Linked DNA regions of Bombyx mori: region 2 is linked to region 1. The links are chromatin contacts, called in public Hi-C maps. All regions are on one chromosome and are shown on one strand. The core of a region is the stretch at or near the end of the contact, and the rest is flanking DNA. Distances in the headings are between cores, read along the strand shown. Region 1 overlaps LOC110385041. Region 2 overlaps LOC110385041.

What was found. A called contact is a pair of places that touch in the nucleus more often than the background predicts.
Region 2: a Hi-C map of whole pupa shows a contact between it and region 1, with 2.3 times the contacts expected there. The contact joins two enhancer-like sites. A contact is called at or near these places in 2 of 7 Hi-C or Micro-C datasets (both in whole pupa).

What each region holds. Positions count from the first base shown.
Region 1 is chr6:2,512,994-2,517,147 of ASM3026992v2, forward strand. It overlaps LOC110385041, which reads left to right. Exons shown (of 38, transcript XM_038011527.2): 6 at 466-614; 7 at 770-975; 8 at 1,652-1,821; 9 at 2,873-3,018. Among protein-coding and RNA genes, the nearest start is that of LOC134199026, 5.3 kb to the left of the region's middle. Within about 2 kb of position 1,763, at least 2 of the 8 cell types and tissues checked have open chromatin away from gene starts, as enhancers often do.
Region 2 is chr6:2,552,405-2,556,558 of ASM3026992v2, forward strand. It overlaps LOC110385041, which reads left to right. Exons shown (of 38, transcript XM_038011527.2): 38 at 2,114-4,154. The coding sequence ends at 2,345. Among protein-coding and RNA genes, the nearest start is that of LOC101737483, 7.7 kb to the right of the region's middle. Within about 2 kb of position 2,182, at least 1 of the 8 cell types and tissues checked has open chromatin away from gene starts, as enhancers often do.

The DNA.
Region 1 (4,154 bases), core at 513-3,012:
CCAGACTTGTTTTAAAAAATGCATTTCAAAGCTTGATTAAGATAAATATGATCAGTATTATGTTCCACTGATGTGAAAAAATCAAGGCTCGTCATGGAAGCTTCACTCGGAATAATTGTAATTAATACGTTTTTATTAGCTTCAGACGTATGTTTGTTAGTATGTAATGGAATCTTTGAACATGATTTTGACCCCCTTCAAAACGTCGAATTAACTCAAAATTTGATATACTTATTAAGCACCGACGACAATTCAATATTTAAAAAAAATATTGAAAAAATTGAAATTCAACTGAAAAATTAATAATAAATTAGTTTAAAAAAAAAAGATTTTTTTAAAACAAAATCATTTTTTCTTATACTTTTTTTTATTCAAATTTATTAAGATTTATTTTTTATTTTTGAGTGGGAATTTCTATAAAAGCGTTTTTTTTTTAACAGTTATTTATTTTATTTTTATTATCAGAGAGCGAAGATGCTTGGGAGGAAGTGGACAAACATGGCGCCGGTGGTGCGGTCAGCGAGGGTAAGATGCGGGAAAAGGATATGTTGTCACTCCTGAACGCCTTCCCTCTGAGAGACCTGGTTGCAAGGCTGGTGGCCATTACACACGCGGTAAGTAATTGTTTATTGAAATTAAATATTATCACATAATTTAATTAGTACTTTCATACAAAATAGTGAATAGTGATTCGTAATTAATTATAATTCGTTAGTAAAAGTATAATGTAAATTGAGTAGTATGAAGGTTAATTATTGTAATTGTTTAGGATATAAAACAAGTCCGCGAATCGGAGTGGGTGGATCGCGGCGGCGGCGGAGCGGTGCTGCGCGCGTGTGCGGGCGTGCGCACGTGGCTGCACGTGCTGCGCCGCGCCGCCGCCCGGCACGTGCACTACACGCGCCTGCGGGCGGCTCTGGCGCACCTCGCCCGCGCCGCCATGACCGCCCTCTGCTCGCTGCACATGCGCTCTAGGTTATTATATTGTTTCGTGATCTTGAACATTTTCATTGTTTTTGTTTCTCAACAAATGTAGTGAAAAAAAAAATCATCTGGTATATGATATTATTGTTCTTTTAAAAAGGTAACTCTAAGATGGATAGTAGATAGAATTCTGTAAGTATTTGAAGGGTTTCAAGAACGGTTTGCCGCGTGCCTCACGCACTAAAAAAATACCTTCATAAACTATAACAGTAGTGGTATAAAAAAACACAATTTCGTCTACTTTAATGTTTGTGATATTTGTTTTTTATTGCGTATAGCGACCCGCCCTCGCTTCGCTTCGGAAACATTAAAACACACATGAAACCAAAAAAAAAAAAAATTAAAAAAGTAGCCTATGTTCATCAGGGACAATGTCGGCTTCTAATGGATAAAGAATTTTTCAAATCGGTCCAGTAGTTTCGGAGCCTATTCGAAACAAACAAACAAACAAATCTTTCCTCTTTATAATATTAGTATAGATACTAGGTGCATCACAACATGAATACCCCAACCCACCGACTTTGATTGTTGATTGCTCTAATGGCGAATTTATATACGCGGTTTTGGTATCTACATGTGCGAGCTTGTAGCACGCCCTACCACCAGTGAATCGATTATTCTATCGATTCGATTCGATTTCTAACGATTTAATGTAATGTGTATACAGACACCTATATCGGGATGAGTTGAAAGAAAAAATCGATGCCGAGCTGGAGGCGGTGTTCGCAGAGGGGGTGAGCATGTCCAGCGCGTCGGAGCTGCCCGCGCTGCCCGCCGCGCTGCTGGGCCGCCGCGGGGCCATGGACTACTGCGTGTGCCACGCCGTCTCTCTGCACGGTCAGCACGGACTCATGGAATTTTTTTTTTTTTTTTGGCTTAGTTGATTGTAGATCTCACAGCCCACCTGGTGTTAAGTGGTTACTGGAGCCCATAGACATCTACAACGTAAATGCGCCACTCACCTTGAGATATAAGTTCTGAGTTCTTAGTATAGTTACAGCGGCCACCCCACCCTTCAAACCGAAACGCATTACTGCTTCGCGGTAGAAATAGGCAGGGTGGTGGTACCTACCCGTGCGGACTCACAAGAGGTCCTACCATCAGTAATTATGTAAATTATAATTTTGCGGGTTTGATTTTTATTACACAATGTTATTCCTTCACCGTGGAAGTCAATCGTGAACATTTGTTAGTACGTATTTCATTAGAAAAATTGATACTCGCCTGCGGGATTTGAACACCGGTGCATCGCTAGATCTAGATGCACTGGACGTCTTATCCTTTAGGCCACGACGACTTCAAATCTTCGACTTTTGTATGAGCCGAAGTGGAAAATTCCTTAGGGCCGTTATGTTTAATACCCCCTCCCCCTGTAAACACAACGTATGATTATTTCGCGGCAAAAATAGCTATAGCGCTCATATGTCTATTTAGTTTCGTATTTCGTCCTACCATCTTGAGACATGAGGTCGAATTCTCAATTGTGATGTTCATCTGTGTGCTTCTCGATCGGGGAAAAGTTAAGTCAAGTATGGAGTTGGAACAGCGCCCCTAGCGACAAACTTAGATAAAAGTAGACATGCCAAGTTCTAATTCGTTGAGTTTGTGTCTTAACATATCGACGCTTGAAAGGCAAACGTGACTAAGCGACAATGCGTGAACTTTACAGTAGACTAATTTAAAGTCGAAATACCTGAAAAAAAAATCTATTTTAACGAATCTAGCTGTAGGATTGAAATGATTTTAATAGACCTAGAAAAAAATTTTTTTTGTGCATCGAATATGGTTATTGCCTGTCATTTATGTATAAAGCAGTTATTGTCGCTTAGTCACGTTTGCCTTTCAAGCGTCGATATGCATTTGCTCATTACAATGTTTTTCGTTTCAGCCGTGAAACCGAAACCTCTCGAGTCGTTGTCGATGGAGTTGCCGGTGTTGCCATGCGAGAGTCGAGTCAAGATAATAGCGCACGCGGCAATAAACCGCGCACACGACGAGCAACTCGCAAAATTCGTGCTAGAGTTTTTAATTCAGGTAAGTGCGTCAGTGGTGAAAGACGTTTGAATTCTGAGACTGACCTCTGTCGAATTACAATGGTTGTAATTCGACAGAGGTTTTTTTTAAAGGATTTTATGACCCGGTAATAAAGACCTTTAGGTCATGTCTTTAAATTTTAATTTATATTCATAATTTTATGAAAAATGATAATATGGAGTGAAATGAATGAAGATGATTAATTTGAGACATTAATCAACTGGGATGAAATGAAATGAGATGAGATGATATTTGATGAAATATAATCTCAGTAAAATGCTGGTCATTTATTGAGATTTTTTCAGTGGACATTTTGGAGGATCCCGAGAAGTTACGTCCAGCGGCTTTGTTTTATTTTCCCACATTTGTGCATTTTCATAGATATTAAAACAGTTTATTAACTGTTTATTATCCACCGTTATTACAAATTTAAACCTGAAGAAACACTAAATAGACAAAATAAAACAAATCAAACAACTTCACTCCTCGCGTTCCCGCCAAAAAGTCCTCGACAGAGGTATAAGATATCGGGCAATGATTAACACGTAATGCGTTATCTTAGATGTCTCGATTTTTTATTGTAGAAGGGCTCATGGTATGCGAAGCGAGAAGCCGAAGTTAAAGTGTAATAACCTTCAAATCTGTACATGGTAGTCCGGCTAGGAATAGTCAGGGTGGCGGCGCCCACTCAGATTAATGCATTACCCGTCTCTAGTAACATACCCTTACTTAAGTATGCTACTCTGTCTGACTGGTGTCTTTCTCACCATAGTCTACCAAATTACAATTTTTTTTACTGCTTAGTTGTGATGTTAAGTGGTCACTGGAGCCCATAGACATCTTCAACGTAAATTCCAACACCCAACTTTGAGATATGGATTCTATAAAGGTCTCAGGTATTACAGTACAACGGCTGCACCACCCTTCAAGTCGAAACGCATTACTGCTTTACGGCAAAATTAGGCAGGGTGGTGGTACTTACCCGTGCGTACTCACAAGACATCCTACCACCAGTAATATTTAAAAAAAAGGTTCATTTATAGAACAGTGAGATAATTTTGATTTCTTATATCGTATGGTAATATGTTATTCGCCTTAATGTAGTAATAGAACTTCTCCCCGGCATTCTATCTATC
Region 2 (4,154 bases), core at 932-3,431, 40 kb after region 1:
CGAGCTATAGGCCTATCGCGATAACTTCCTTGCTTTCCAAGGTGATGGAGCGAATAATTAATATACAACTCCTGAAGTATCTGGAGGATCGCCAGCTGATCAGTGACCGACAGTACGGTTTCCGTCACGGTCGCTCAGCTGGCGATCTTCTTGTATACCTTACTCACAGGTGGGCTGAAGCCTTGGAAAGCAAGGGCGAGGCTCTTGCTGTGAGCCTTGATATCGCGAAGGCCTTCGACAGGGTCTGGCATAGGGCACTTCTATCGAAGTTACCATCTTACGGAATCCCCGAGGGTCTCTGCAAGTGGATCGCTAGCTTTTTGGATGGGCGGAGCATCACGGTCGTTGTAGACGGTGACTGTTCTGATACCATGACCATTAACGCTGGCGTTCCACAAGGTTCGGTGCTCTCCCCCACGCTTTTCATCCTGTATATCAATGACATGCTGTCTATTGATGGCATGCATTGCTATGCAGATGACAGCACGGGGGATGCGCGATATATCGGCCATCAGAGTCTCTCTCGGAGCGTGGTGCAAGAGAGACGATCAAAACTTGTGTCTGAAGTGGAGAACTCTCTGGGGCGAGTCTCCGAATGGGGTGAATTGAACTTGGTTCAATTCAACCCGATAAAGACACAAGTTTGCGCGTTCACTGCGAAGAAGGACCCCTTTGTCATGGCGCCGCAATTCCAAGGAGTATCCCTGCAACCTTCCGAGAGTATCGGGATACTTGGGGTCGACATTTCGAGCGATGTCCAGTTTCGGAGTCATTTGGAAGGCAAAGCCAAGTTGGCGTCCAAAATGCTGGGAGTCCTCAACAGAGCGAAGCGGTACTTCACGCCTGGACAAAGACTTTTGCTTTATAAAGCACAAGTCCGGCCTCGCATGGAGTACTGCTCCCATCTCTGGGCTGGGGCTCCCAAATACCAGCTTCTTCCATTTGACTCCATACAGAGGAGGGCCGTTCGGATTGTCGATAATCCCATTCTCTCGGATCGTTTGGAGCCTCTGGGTCTGCGGAGGGACTTCGGTTCCCTCTGTATTTTGTACCGTATGTTCCATGGGGAGTGCTCTGAGGAATTGTTCGAGATGATACCAGCATCTCGTTTTTACCATCGCACCGCCCGCCACCGGAGTAGAGTTCATCCATACTACCTGGAGCCACTGCGGTCATCCACAGTGCGTTTCCAGAGATCTTTTTTGCCACGTACCATCCGGCTATGGAATGAGCTCCCCTCCACGGTGTTTCCCGAGCGCTATGACATGTCCTTCTTCAAACGAGGCTTGTGGAGAGTATTAAGCGGTAGGCAGCGGCTTGGCTCTGCCCCTGGCATTGCTGAAGTCCATGGGCGACGGTAACCACTCACCATCAGGTGGGCCGTATGCCCGTCTGCCTACAAAGGCAATAAAAAAAAAAAAAAAAAAAAAAAAAAAAAAGCACTCTATCTCGCTCACACCCGCTTGAACAGTTGCTACCTCGCGCTCGCACCTACAGCGGGCTCTCAATGTGTCTGGCAAGATGTAAGAACCATTAAAACTGTCCGGCTATTGGGGTAACATATTTTTATAAGTCCCTAAGTAACATATATAAAATTTAGCTTTTAAAGTATAACGAAAGTATAATTAAAATTTATTAAAGTTTAGGGGTGTCTGGCAGGGGGTAACAACTGGAAAAAGTGTCCGGCAACGGATATCGTGATTTCTAAAGATATTCTGGAGTAAATATTTAAAAAAAAAAACCTTTATACTTTAACGAATTTAAGGTACTATTTTATATACCTTTACTGCCTGTTACCTGCCCAAGTAACCACAATCGAAACTCTATAATCGCGGGTCGTTCTTACCTGTGTTGGAGACATACACAGAGAAACTTTCAGCTTTTATAACGAAGGTCTGGCTGTCGCGGGCTCTTGCTCTATAACGAAGGATTCTGAAGTATACGTCTATTCTTACTATAATTAATTTAATTGAATTGCGTTCAGTGGTATGGTCGTGCAAATGTATCAGACAGACAGCGAGGGTCCGTCGACCTTTTCCTAGCACCAATCTTAAGGGCTTAAGTCAGATTCTCTTCCATTGCACTCAATATTAATTAAGTAACAATGTTCTAGACATCGACTGCTGAGTCGGCTCGGCGTGTGCCTGCTGGCGCCGTCGGCGTCAGCGACTCGCGCGTACAAGGCCACCAGTGCCGAGGTGTTCGGTTCGAAGCCGGACGAGGACGATGGAGGGACCGCTCCTCCCACCCCCGACCAGCTGCCCAAACTCGCGGTCAGATTGTATCCCAAATACGAGAAGTTTTTTGATATAGAACTGGACATGGTGACAAATGTGTCGGTCTGATGTGGACCAGAGATAACCGGCTGATTCTCCGGAGGATCCATCGGGTCTCCGCAGAGGAGCAGCATTTGTGATGCCTTTGGAATTTCAATCTTAAGGTCGACTCTGGTGGTCCCCTGTAGAGTCACGCCAACACACACAACAAGCTTAATGTATGTCTTACTTTTCGCAAAAAATCTCGAGAATGTATTCTTGAAAAAAAAAAACCTGATTAGTTAATAAAAATAGTCTTTCTAATAGTACGTAAAAATATTTGTGTTTTTTGTTCGATGTGAACTTGTTGATTGAAACTTTCACTCCGGGAGGGGAGGGGTTGCGATATAGCACCATGTCTACGCAATGCTGAGTGTAGGTTTCTTTGAATATTATACCTCATTCTCTTCGGTCTCTTGCCTTTGCATCCAATCCCTAACCAGCCATTTCGATCAGGCACGACGGCATATGTGGAAGGCCCCATGACCATAAAACAAACGTGTGCTCTTCCTATAGGTTTAACTACGTTCTGAGACAATCACACTTTGATCAGGTTTCTTTGTAATGTAATATCGCGCATCAGGATTTAGAATCAACTACCAATTTGAGATGTGTGAGATGCGATATTGAAATACATACCGTTTGTTGTAAAATGTAGCGTATTGAAATCAGCGTAGATCAATTTGGATCAAGTTAAGTTGATTAAATAGATATAAAAAAAATTATCTGAATATGTTTAAATAGTTAAAAAAAAACAAATATATAAATAAAAAAAACAATACGTCTTTGGATCATAATTTTGTAAATATTATCTCTCATCTACTTAGTATAAGAAGGCTAAGAACTCTATAACGTTTATATGACATTAAGAATAGTTTTGTATGTAAAGTTTTAGCTCTTTTAAAAGCGTAAGAATTCTAGAGGACTTTTAACGGATAGTAAAACAGAATGTAAGGTACAGCATGCACATATTGGGACTGAGGTTTGATTAAAAATTTAAACTTTAAATTACTTATAAAGAACTGCTGTGATGTACTATGTGTTTAAGTAAGTGGACTTAATCATAAATTTGGGTGTAATTATAAAAAAAAATCGACTTCCAATGCACCGAAACAAATTTAATGCTGGCATGCATAAATAACGACCTAGATTGGTGTTGTCGGTATATAAAACGATACATTTTCTACCAAATAATAGAAATTTTTTATTTTTACTTTTTATGACGCCAGCGAAATGTGTTTTATGTTACATATTATGTATGAAATGAAAACTAGTCTATTCGAAAAATGCTCAATATTTTTTTACTTAGGTACATATTAGTTTAATATTTAATTCGTAAAACTGAAGATATTAAATGTAAAGAGTATGTATAATCAAAATATTGAAGTCTCTTATGTATTGTGTATTGTACTCCCCATATTTCATACATAATATTATTATTTTTTTCATTCTTGCCACATTCATTTTCTCTAATAACTCTATACTGACTTTTTTGGCGAGAACGCGAGGAGTGAACTGTTGTGTGATTTGTTTTATTTTGTCTATTTAGTGCTTCTTCAGGTTTAAATGTGTAGTAACGGTTGTTTATTAGCTGTTTAATATCTGTGAAAGTGCACAAATGTGGGAAAATGAAACAAAGCGACTGAACGTAACTTCTCGGTATCTTCCAAAAGTCCACTGAAAAAATCTCAGTAAATGACCACAATTTTACTGAGATTATATTTCATCCCATATTATCTCATCTCATTTCATTTAATTTCATCTCAGTTGATTAATGTCCCATATTAATCAATCATTCATTCTTCATATTATCATTTTTCATAAAAATGTGAAAATAAA